Regions from separate parts of the Mus musculus genome. Here all the other regions are linked to region 3. A link is a contact called in public HiChIP or PLAC-seq data. All regions are on one chromosome and are shown on one strand. Each heading gives the region's core, a stretch centred on a gene start, on an enhancer-like site or on the middle of the called end of the contact. The rest is flanking DNA. Distances are from core to core; before and after follow the strand shown.

Region 1 (2,700 bases), core at 56-2,555, 450 kb before region 3:
ATTTCATGAACGACTCACTTCTCCCCAAGTTCTGCCTCTCTGGGATTCTCATCCCACAGCTCCTGTCGTGTGTCCCTGCCTGCTGCTCCGTCTCCAAGACAGCTTCTACAGTGCCAACTTACATGCACAGAAGCCAGAGAGCTAGAAAGTCATTCCGCAGTCACTTGATAAATGTAGAACAGAAGAGTCTCAGGCTGTGGCCCAGGGATATTTTGTGGGTCCTGCATAGAGGGCTCTAATTTCAGGCAAGGCAGACAAGTGCCCACACACCTTAGAGCCAGAAACGGGGGTTGCAACCCCCACTTCCAGTTGATCTAAAGATTCCTCTGACCCAGCCTGGAAGCTGTGCACAGGTCCAGATGCATGTGCCTGAAGAATGAAATGCAGTTCTTATTGTGTACTCATGGTGTACCAGGCCTGTTGTGCAGGGCGGTGCGTTCTGCTCAGCCTCTGCACGGCCCTCCGGAGCTGTGTCTGGAAAGTCTATGTGAAACCCCATTGCACATATGAGGAGGGCGGAGGCTCCAACAGGTGAGGTCTAGGTCAGTCCCATAGGTGGATAATGGCGAGGCAGACCTGGGATTCAAGTTTGGAGTGAGACTTGAGAGCTACTGGAGCGAAGTAAATAATGAAAGAGTAGATGGGTGGACAGGTAGGTTGGAGGAGTGAATGGGTGAGAGGATGTGTGCGTGAATGAAGGGATGAGTAAGCCAATGCATTTGCCCATGAAAAGACGTTAGTAAATGGGTGGTGAGGAAATTAATGAGCGAATGGGTGAATGAAAACATTAGCAAAGTGCGAATAATGACTGTTGGAGAGAGTGAATGTGTGAAACGATGGATGAACGAATGAATGAATGAAAAGATAGGCATAAATGTATGAATGAATGAAGACTGGAAGGTGATGGCTGAATGAATGATGTCCATCATTGTAAGTAAGGTGAGCTGGAGGTGAGGAGTTAGCGGGCTGACACCCGATAGGGACCATCATGGAGTTGCGGGGCGGAGCCTTTTCAGCGGGATGGAGCGTGTCGGTGCAGGAGTGGGGTGGTGGGGAAGAGAGCACTATATAGCAGCGGGCGAGCGGGCCTGGGGAAAATGGGAGTAACCTGGAACTTAGAACGGATGTGAGCGGGCCCTGAGCTTTCGTGGAAGAGGTGGGAGGGGCCTGAAATCTAGGGGGAAGCTGGGCGGGCTCTGTGCCTGAGCCTGGTGAGGAAGGGTGCTGAGTCTGGAGAAGAGGTGTGCCACAGGAGGAGGGCAGAGCCCCGTGTCTGAGGAGGTAGGCGTGGTCTGATCTGGCCCCGCCCTCCTGCGGTTCGCCATGAAGCAGCTGTGCCTGTGTGCTGCTGCCTCCTTCGCGGTAGGCGTTTGGGTCCCTCTGCGCCTTCCCCTCTTTCCTAGAAAGAAGTTCGGCAGAGGGCGGGGCGCCTGTAGAGCCTGGGCGGGAAGTGGAGGGCGGTGTTGAGGGCAGGCGTGTCTGTGCAGGCGTGGGGTCAGCAGGCCGTTGCGGGATGCAGGTCTTGGAGGACACTGTGGACAGTGAGTGACTCAGGAACTGTCCATGTTCCTGGGCAGTGAGTTTAAAAACATTAGCGGCTGCAGTTCTGCTGGCCAGGCCTTGATGCTACCTGGGGGCGATGGTCTTGGCTGAGCAGCTGTGAAGGACGGAGCGAGGTTCTGGGCGCTGGAGGATAGTTTGGAAAAGGCCAGTCATCCCAGCATTCGGAGGCTAAGGCAGGGGATCTTTAATTTTAGTTACACCCAGTCTCAAAAAAACTAAGACAGTAAAATAATTGTGAACGAGGAGCTTGGCACCACCAAGCCCTGGCTTCCATGCCCAGCACTACATAAACCAGGTGTGATGTTCCACACCTGTCACCCCAGCCTCGAGGACTGGGAGGCAGGAAGTTCAGGAATTCAAGGTCATCCTGACTCCCAGGGAGTTTGACAGCAGCCTAGGCTACTTGAGGCCCTGACTCAAAAAACAAAAACAAAGCTGGATCATTGAAATCCTCGCACTTTGGGAGATTTCTGTGACTTTCAGGCTACCCTGGTCTACATAAGAGACATGCTATTTAAAAAAAAAAAAAAAAAAAAAAAAAGTTGTACCCTGTCTTTCAAAACTGGCTTTGGATTAAGGCACACACAGGTGGTTTGAGGAGGATTGATATCTGGAAGCTGCCCTGGTGGTGGGCCTGGATCACACGCTGGGGGGTGCAGGTTTCAGAGACACTGTCTGAGGCCCCCAGCCCAGGACCACCTATCCCACAGCTCCGGCTCAGCCCCACCGACCTCAGCTCCTGCCCACCCTGTGGCCGGTGCCCTATCCCAAAACCCGCAGCCAGAGGCAGGCGCCAGGCAAGTGCTCAGGGGTGGGTGGGGAGAGCCCGGAGCAACTGCCCCTGTTCCTTGGTGGGGAAAGGACATCGACCCACTCAGTCCCTCGCACCTCTGGGTGTGCCACCGCAGGGCCAAGACTGGGGCAAAAGTGACCAGCGACTGCTCCAGGCAGTGGAGAACAACGATGTGGCCAGAGTGGCCTCGTTGATCGCCCACAAGGGGCTGGTGCCTACAAAACTGGACCCCGAGGGCAAGTCTGCGTGAGTGTCCAAGCCCTGGGGCTGGGGTGGCTTTGGACATTCTTCTGGGGTTGACCCCTGACTCGTGCCTCTAGGTTCCACTTAGCAGCCATGAGGGG
Region 2 (2,700 bases), core at 179-2,678, 430 kb before region 3:
TCTGCCTCCCAAGTGCTGGGATTAAAGGCGTGCGCCACTATGCCCGGCTTAGCCAGTGCATTATCACTTTTAAAATTCCATTTTTGTATGTGAATCACTGCCCTAATCTATATTTGCTTCTGTTCTCCAATATTTCTGTTATTAAGAACTTCATTCAATTTTCCTTAAGTGGTTATTCATTTATTTTTTTAAAGCAAGATGTCACAGCAATGTTTTCTGTAATGAAAACCAAGGGGAGGAAAGGGTTTATTTATCTTATCCTTCCATAGCACTGTTCTTGATAGAAGTCAGGACAGGAACTCACACAGGAAAAATTACAGGGTGAGCTTTACACAACTGTAAAATAGGATCTTTTGGAAAATGATTATCCATCTTGCCTAAAAAACTGCATCTTAAACCTGCCCAGTCATCTACAGTGGCAGACAACACTTCAACTTGTCTACTATCATATGGTACAATAATTTCATCAGGAGGGGTGCCAAAATGCTGCACGCATTGCTGTAAACCCAGCAATGCCAATTGGGCAACCAAGGCAGGATAATAGAATAACACTTTGGCGCGGGGGGGGGGGGGGCATTTTAGGATGGATCCATAATAAAGGAGCCCCTTGCCAAAGGGCTCCAGTAGGTTGATTTTCTTTTTTTTCTTTTTCTTTTTTTTTTTTTTTAAAGATTTATTTGTTTATTATATGTAAGTACACTGTAGCTGTCTTCAGACATTCCAGAAGAGGGCGTCAGATCTTGTTACAGATGGTTGTGAGCCACCATGTGGTTGCTGGGATTTGAACTCCGGACCTTTGGAAGAGCAGTCAGGTGCTCTTACCCGCTGAGCCATCTCACCAGCCCAGGTTGATTTTCTGATGGCAAAATACATAATGATATAGGAAGATCAACCTTTCTCCTCTTTAAAGCAGCAATTTGAATAGCCTTCTCTACTAACTTTAAGGCTTCCCTTCCTTCTTCTGTAAGAGCCCTCTCTGAATCCAGGGCTGTCGCTCCTGGCAAGGTGTCATAAAGAGATTGCAATTGCTTATTTGTTAGACCCAGATAAGGCCTAACCCACTGAATGTCTCCTACAACTTTTGAAAATCATTTAAAGTCCTTAGGTGATCAGTTCTAATTTGAATCTTCTGTGGAGTTATATATCCTTTCTGTTATTTGGCTTCCCAAATAATGGATGACCTTGCCCTTCTGCACCTTTTAAGGGGCTACAACCAATTGCTTTTCTTTTAATTTTTGGATAACTTTAATTGTCTCACTCCGAGAACCTCAATAGTCCCTAATCCGGGAACCTAATAGTCTCTAACCGAGAACTTGAATCGTCCCACTTACCTGGGAGCTTTCCAGCCGGCTACCCTGACCTCTTGAAGTTCTGGACCTGCAGTGCTCTTGAGAAACAGAAGTTCCCGAATGGGCCATCACTTGTCGCATCCACCCTGACCAGCAGGAAAGATGCAACACCACATTGTCCTTCAAGCAGGTGTATTCAGGAACACTTAGCATTGCAATGCAGGAACAGGAATCCGCCTAACAACCCCGGGGCGCGCCTTAAATAAGACCTGGCAGCCGTCCCAGGGATATCTTGGGGCGGTGGCTGCACCCACTCCTCACAAAGTGACACTATTAGAAGGTGTGGGCTTGTTGGAGGAGGTGCATCACTGTGGGGGTGGGCTTTGAGACTTCCTACTAGGTGCCTGAAAACAGTGCTCTGGCTTCCTTTGGATAAAGATGTAGAACCCTCATCTCCTCCAGCACCATGACTGCCTGGATGATGCCATGACCCCTTCCTTGATGATAATAGACTGAAACTCTAAGCCAGCCCCAGTTAAATGTTGTCCCTTATACAAATTGCCATGGTCATAGAGCAATAGAAACTCTAAGACAGGCTACTGGTAAGGTCTTGTGGAAAGGGAGGTGGCAGAAATGAGGCTGAAAGTTTTTCAGTTTTGTTTGCAGTTGGGATTATCCTTGAGTCAGGTATCAATTTTAGGTAATCAGTAAATGTCCTGATAAATATTGTTTTTAGGATCTTTAGAGCAGGATAATAAAGAATTTTCTTATGGAAACCACATTAGTGTAGTTGCACTAGTTCAACCAGAACAGAAGACCTGAACAAATAGGTGTGGCCCTGCCTAACTGGCCTGTTGGTTTTCTGGCTGAAAAAATGGCCTGAGAGAAATGGTATGAGTTTTTCTTGGTGTGTTCGAATACAGATTATTATTCTTTTGAAACACGGGGCCATAAAGCCTGTTTTAAAATGTATTTTCGAGATCATAATTACTTCATTTGGCCTTTTCCTTTCCTCTCTCCTGGTCCTCCACATACCCTCCCTGCATTCAAATTCATGGCCTCCTTTTGCTTTAATGGTTAGTCCGATTAGAGTTTGACCTAAGGTTGGCTGCAGGACTTCTGAGGTCTGAGGTAAAGGGATGGCTGCACTGCACACTGAGTGTGTAATGACTGTGCACTCTAGAGACCCTACACCTAGGAGGAGAAGCATAAAGTGCTCTGGGAGGCTGGAAGAATTTCTACTTCAATGCAAATTTGCAGTAGAATGGCTCTGTGTGCTCCTGGGGTAGGAGGCAGGGCTGGGAAGGCCTGTAAAGTGTGAGTTGTTTGACCTGTGTGGCCCTTGTCACGGAGGGTCTCTGGGAAGGCCTTACAGTGGGAGCACCAATGGGCAGCATGGTGGTTTGTTCTT
Region 3 (2,700 bases), core at 147-2,646:
TGGTGGCGCACACCTTTAATCCCAGCACTCGGGAGGCAGAGGCAGGTGGATTTCTGAGTTCGAGGCCAGCCTGGTCTACAAAGTGAGTTCTGGGACAGCCAGGGCTATACAGAGAAACCCTGTCTCGAAAAAACAAACAAACAACAACAACAACAAAAAGATGTTGCCTAGATGTGAGATGTCAGAATTTGGCCCACTCTAGAACCTGCCTACAGCCAAGGGAGACCAATCAGTATTGTTTTAAATACTGATGTAAACATGAAATTGTGGCGAAATCTCTCTTCTTTCTCCATTTGGAAGTCACATGGAGAGGGCATCATGCTCACTCTGGAGACCATAATTATTGGTGGTATAGTCCTCACTCATTTAACCTTTTGATGCCCACCTCTGGGATGGTGGCATAGTAGGCCAGTGCCATGACAGAAGGCTGGGAAAGTGTTATTGCTTGGCTAAGAATGTACATCTGAGAGGTGTGAGGAAATCTTATTGAAATTGCTGATGCTGACTTAATTAATCTTAATTCATTTTAATTAACTTAATCTGTTGGCTTAATTTCAACCTGAATGTGTGGGGTATTATTTCAGCTGTGAGGTAGGGGGATCACTTCAATATACACTGAGCAACCATCTGTGTATGCTAGAGCCCTGTGAATCAAAAACTAAGAAATAAGAAAAGAAGAACATGACTGGTCCTGATTTTTGGCCCCAGATGAATGAATAAAAGAAAAAAGTAAAGACCATGATTACTCCTAGATATTGTGAGGGAGAATTCTTGTAAATAAATGGGAGAATACAGCCAGAGGCAGAGATAAGTACGAGATGAACCCTTAGGCATGTGAGAAGAGGAGGGAGGGGAGATGGAGGAGGCAGACCAAGAAGTCAGGCATGTAAAGGGTAGATAACAAAAAACAAAACCAACCAAACAAAAAATCCTCCACCCCGCCTCTGAGATATACGTGGGGAGGACATATGGGGTAAAGGGTAGCCAAGATCCTAGTCTGGAGAAGTTCACGGTAGGGGCCAGGCATGCAGGCCAACATTGTAACAGGTAGAGACTGAGATATGCAGAGGGAACCTGGCAGATAGCATTTTTGATAAATAGGCGCCAAATTTATTTGTTTCTGGGTTTGAGACATAACACTCTCTGCCCAGGAGGAAGACGGGGACGTGCCTACTGAGTGCAGGAAAAGTGCAGGGACCACTTTGCAGTCCAGGAACAAGTTCTACAGCAAAGCCTGCCTTATGATCTAGGCCCGCTCTTGGCCTGTAGTGGAAGCCGGAGATGGGAAACACGATGTCTCTTAGGGACACTGCTCCTGTCACTCAGGCCTCAGTAGCCAATCAGAACTTCGAGACGAGCCTTCAGTCATAGTGGGCGGGCACTTCCTGTCCGCCATATTACCCGCTTTGTTGTGAATCTGAGGAAAGCACTATTGACCATCTGCCGGTAGTTGAGCGGAGAGTGAGGCGAACTTGGAATCCGCGCCATGGTGAGCGAGGCCGCCGTCCCCACGCGGGGAGGATCCGCGGGGTCCCATGTGGGGTTGTCCTGGGGTGCGGGCACCGGCAGCGAGATGTGGCGACCTTCGTAATTGCGTTTGTCACCCGAAGTCGCCGAGTTCCCTTATCCTCCGGTGTGGAAGCAGCACCTCCCAGTGAGACGGTTCCCCGGGCTGCGCCGGCGCACAGCATAGGAAGCTAGAGATGATGCTTGGACACGGGCATCCTTCAGCGGGCACGCATGCGCGGGTTTTGTTGTCAGTGGGAGAGATTTGCTGACTGGCAGAGCAAATTCTTTTCTTTAGTGTCTTCCAGAAGTTCTGTACCTGGCACTTGACATTCGGGTGTAGCATCCATCGCAGTTAACTCTGCGCAGTGTAAAGCCTGTGTCATTAACACATTCGCATGTAGATGCCACGGTGGTCCAGTCACGTGTGTTAGTAAGGCCAGACTCACTGTGATTCCCTGCCTAAGTTGTCCAAATCGACCGAGTATTAATTGTGTTTTTGTCCTAAGTGTTCTCTCATGTTCTGTCGGTCTCAAACAGCACAGTCTTTATGGCAGGTGTAGGGTAATTTAGAAGTCAGACGGTGTCACCGTGCCGTTTATTCAGCCTTGTGTGCTCATGTTTTCATTCATGATGACCTTTTGTCATCGGCTTTCTGTCGCTCATTGCAGAAATCCTTAGACTCTTTACTGGACGTTTGTTGAATCTATAGCTCAGATTATGTACTGAAACAATACTGAGACTAATTGTCTAGAGTCATAAGATTTCTCTCCTTTGACCAAGTTCTTTGAGTCTTTTAATTACGAAATGATAATTTTGGCTACAGATACTTGTCATATTGTCATATATGTCTTATTGCTGTTTTATCCATGGCGACATATAAGAGATATGGAGATCTTTATTTTTAATTTACTAAATTTATTTGATGTGCATGAGTGTTTTGCTTCCGTGCATGTGTGTTCATCACTTGGGTGTTTGGAGTCCATAGAAGACCAAAGAGACCATTAGATGCTCCCCACCAGGATCTAGTGATCATTTTGTGTCATCATGTTAGTGCTGGAAGCCAAACCCAGCTCTTCCACTAGAGCAGAAGTCTTAGTTGCTGAGCCATCTCTTGTGTCTTAAACTTGACAGACTTTCAAAATTTTACATGTGAGTGTGCCCATTTCACAGGCTGAAAACTGAGGGTTAAGG

Evidence for each region. HiChIP or PLAC-seq counts read pairs in DNA pulled down with a chosen protein or histone mark.
Region 1: an H3K4me3 HiChIP or PLAC-seq map of stem cell-derived neural progenitor cells shows a contact between it and region 3, with 3 times the contacts expected there. The contact joins the promoter of Ankrd24 here to the promoter of BC024063 in region 3. A contact is called at or near these places in 3 of 115 datasets of contacts at active chromatin or transcription factors (embryonic limb bud, embryonic stem cells and stem cell-derived neural progenitor cells) and 2 of 9 other capture datasets (adipose tissue and liver).
Region 2: a contact with region 3 is called in an H3K4me3 HiChIP or PLAC-seq map of embryonic stem cells, with 2.7 times the contacts expected there. The contact joins the enhancer-like site here to the promoter of BC024063 in region 3. A contact is called at or near these places in 3 of 39 promoter capture datasets (the C10 cell line, hippocampal neurons and liver), 3 of 115 datasets of contacts at active chromatin or transcription factors (embryonic limb bud, embryonic stem cells and stem cell-derived neural progenitor cells) and 1 of 9 other capture datasets (liver).

Annotation. Positions count from the first base shown.
Region 1 is chr10:81,632,394-81,635,093 of GRCm38.p6, forward strand. Ankrd24 (ankyrin repeat domain 24) reads left to right here and starts at 1,306. Exons shown (of 20, transcript NM_001374016.1): 1 at 1,306-1,362; 2 at 2,274-2,360; 3 at 2,472-2,602; 4 at 2,677-2,700. The coding sequence starts at 1,324.
Region 2 is chr10:81,653,868-81,656,567 of GRCm38.p6, forward strand. All of the region lies in intron 1 of Gm10778 (predicted gene 10778), which reads left to right. Among named protein-coding and RNA genes, the nearest start is that of Gm10778, 6.1 kb to the left of the region's middle. Within about 2 kb of position 1,429, at least 4 of the 459 cell types and tissues checked have an H3K27ac peak or open chromatin away from gene starts, as enhancers often do. A contact at or near this core is called in embryonic stem cells, where this site is marked.
Region 3 is chr10:82,081,924-82,084,623 of GRCm38.p6, forward strand. BC024063 (cDNA sequence BC024063) reads left to right here and starts at 1,397. Exons shown (of 4, transcript NM_001374033.1): 1 at 1,397-1,489. The coding sequence starts at 1,487.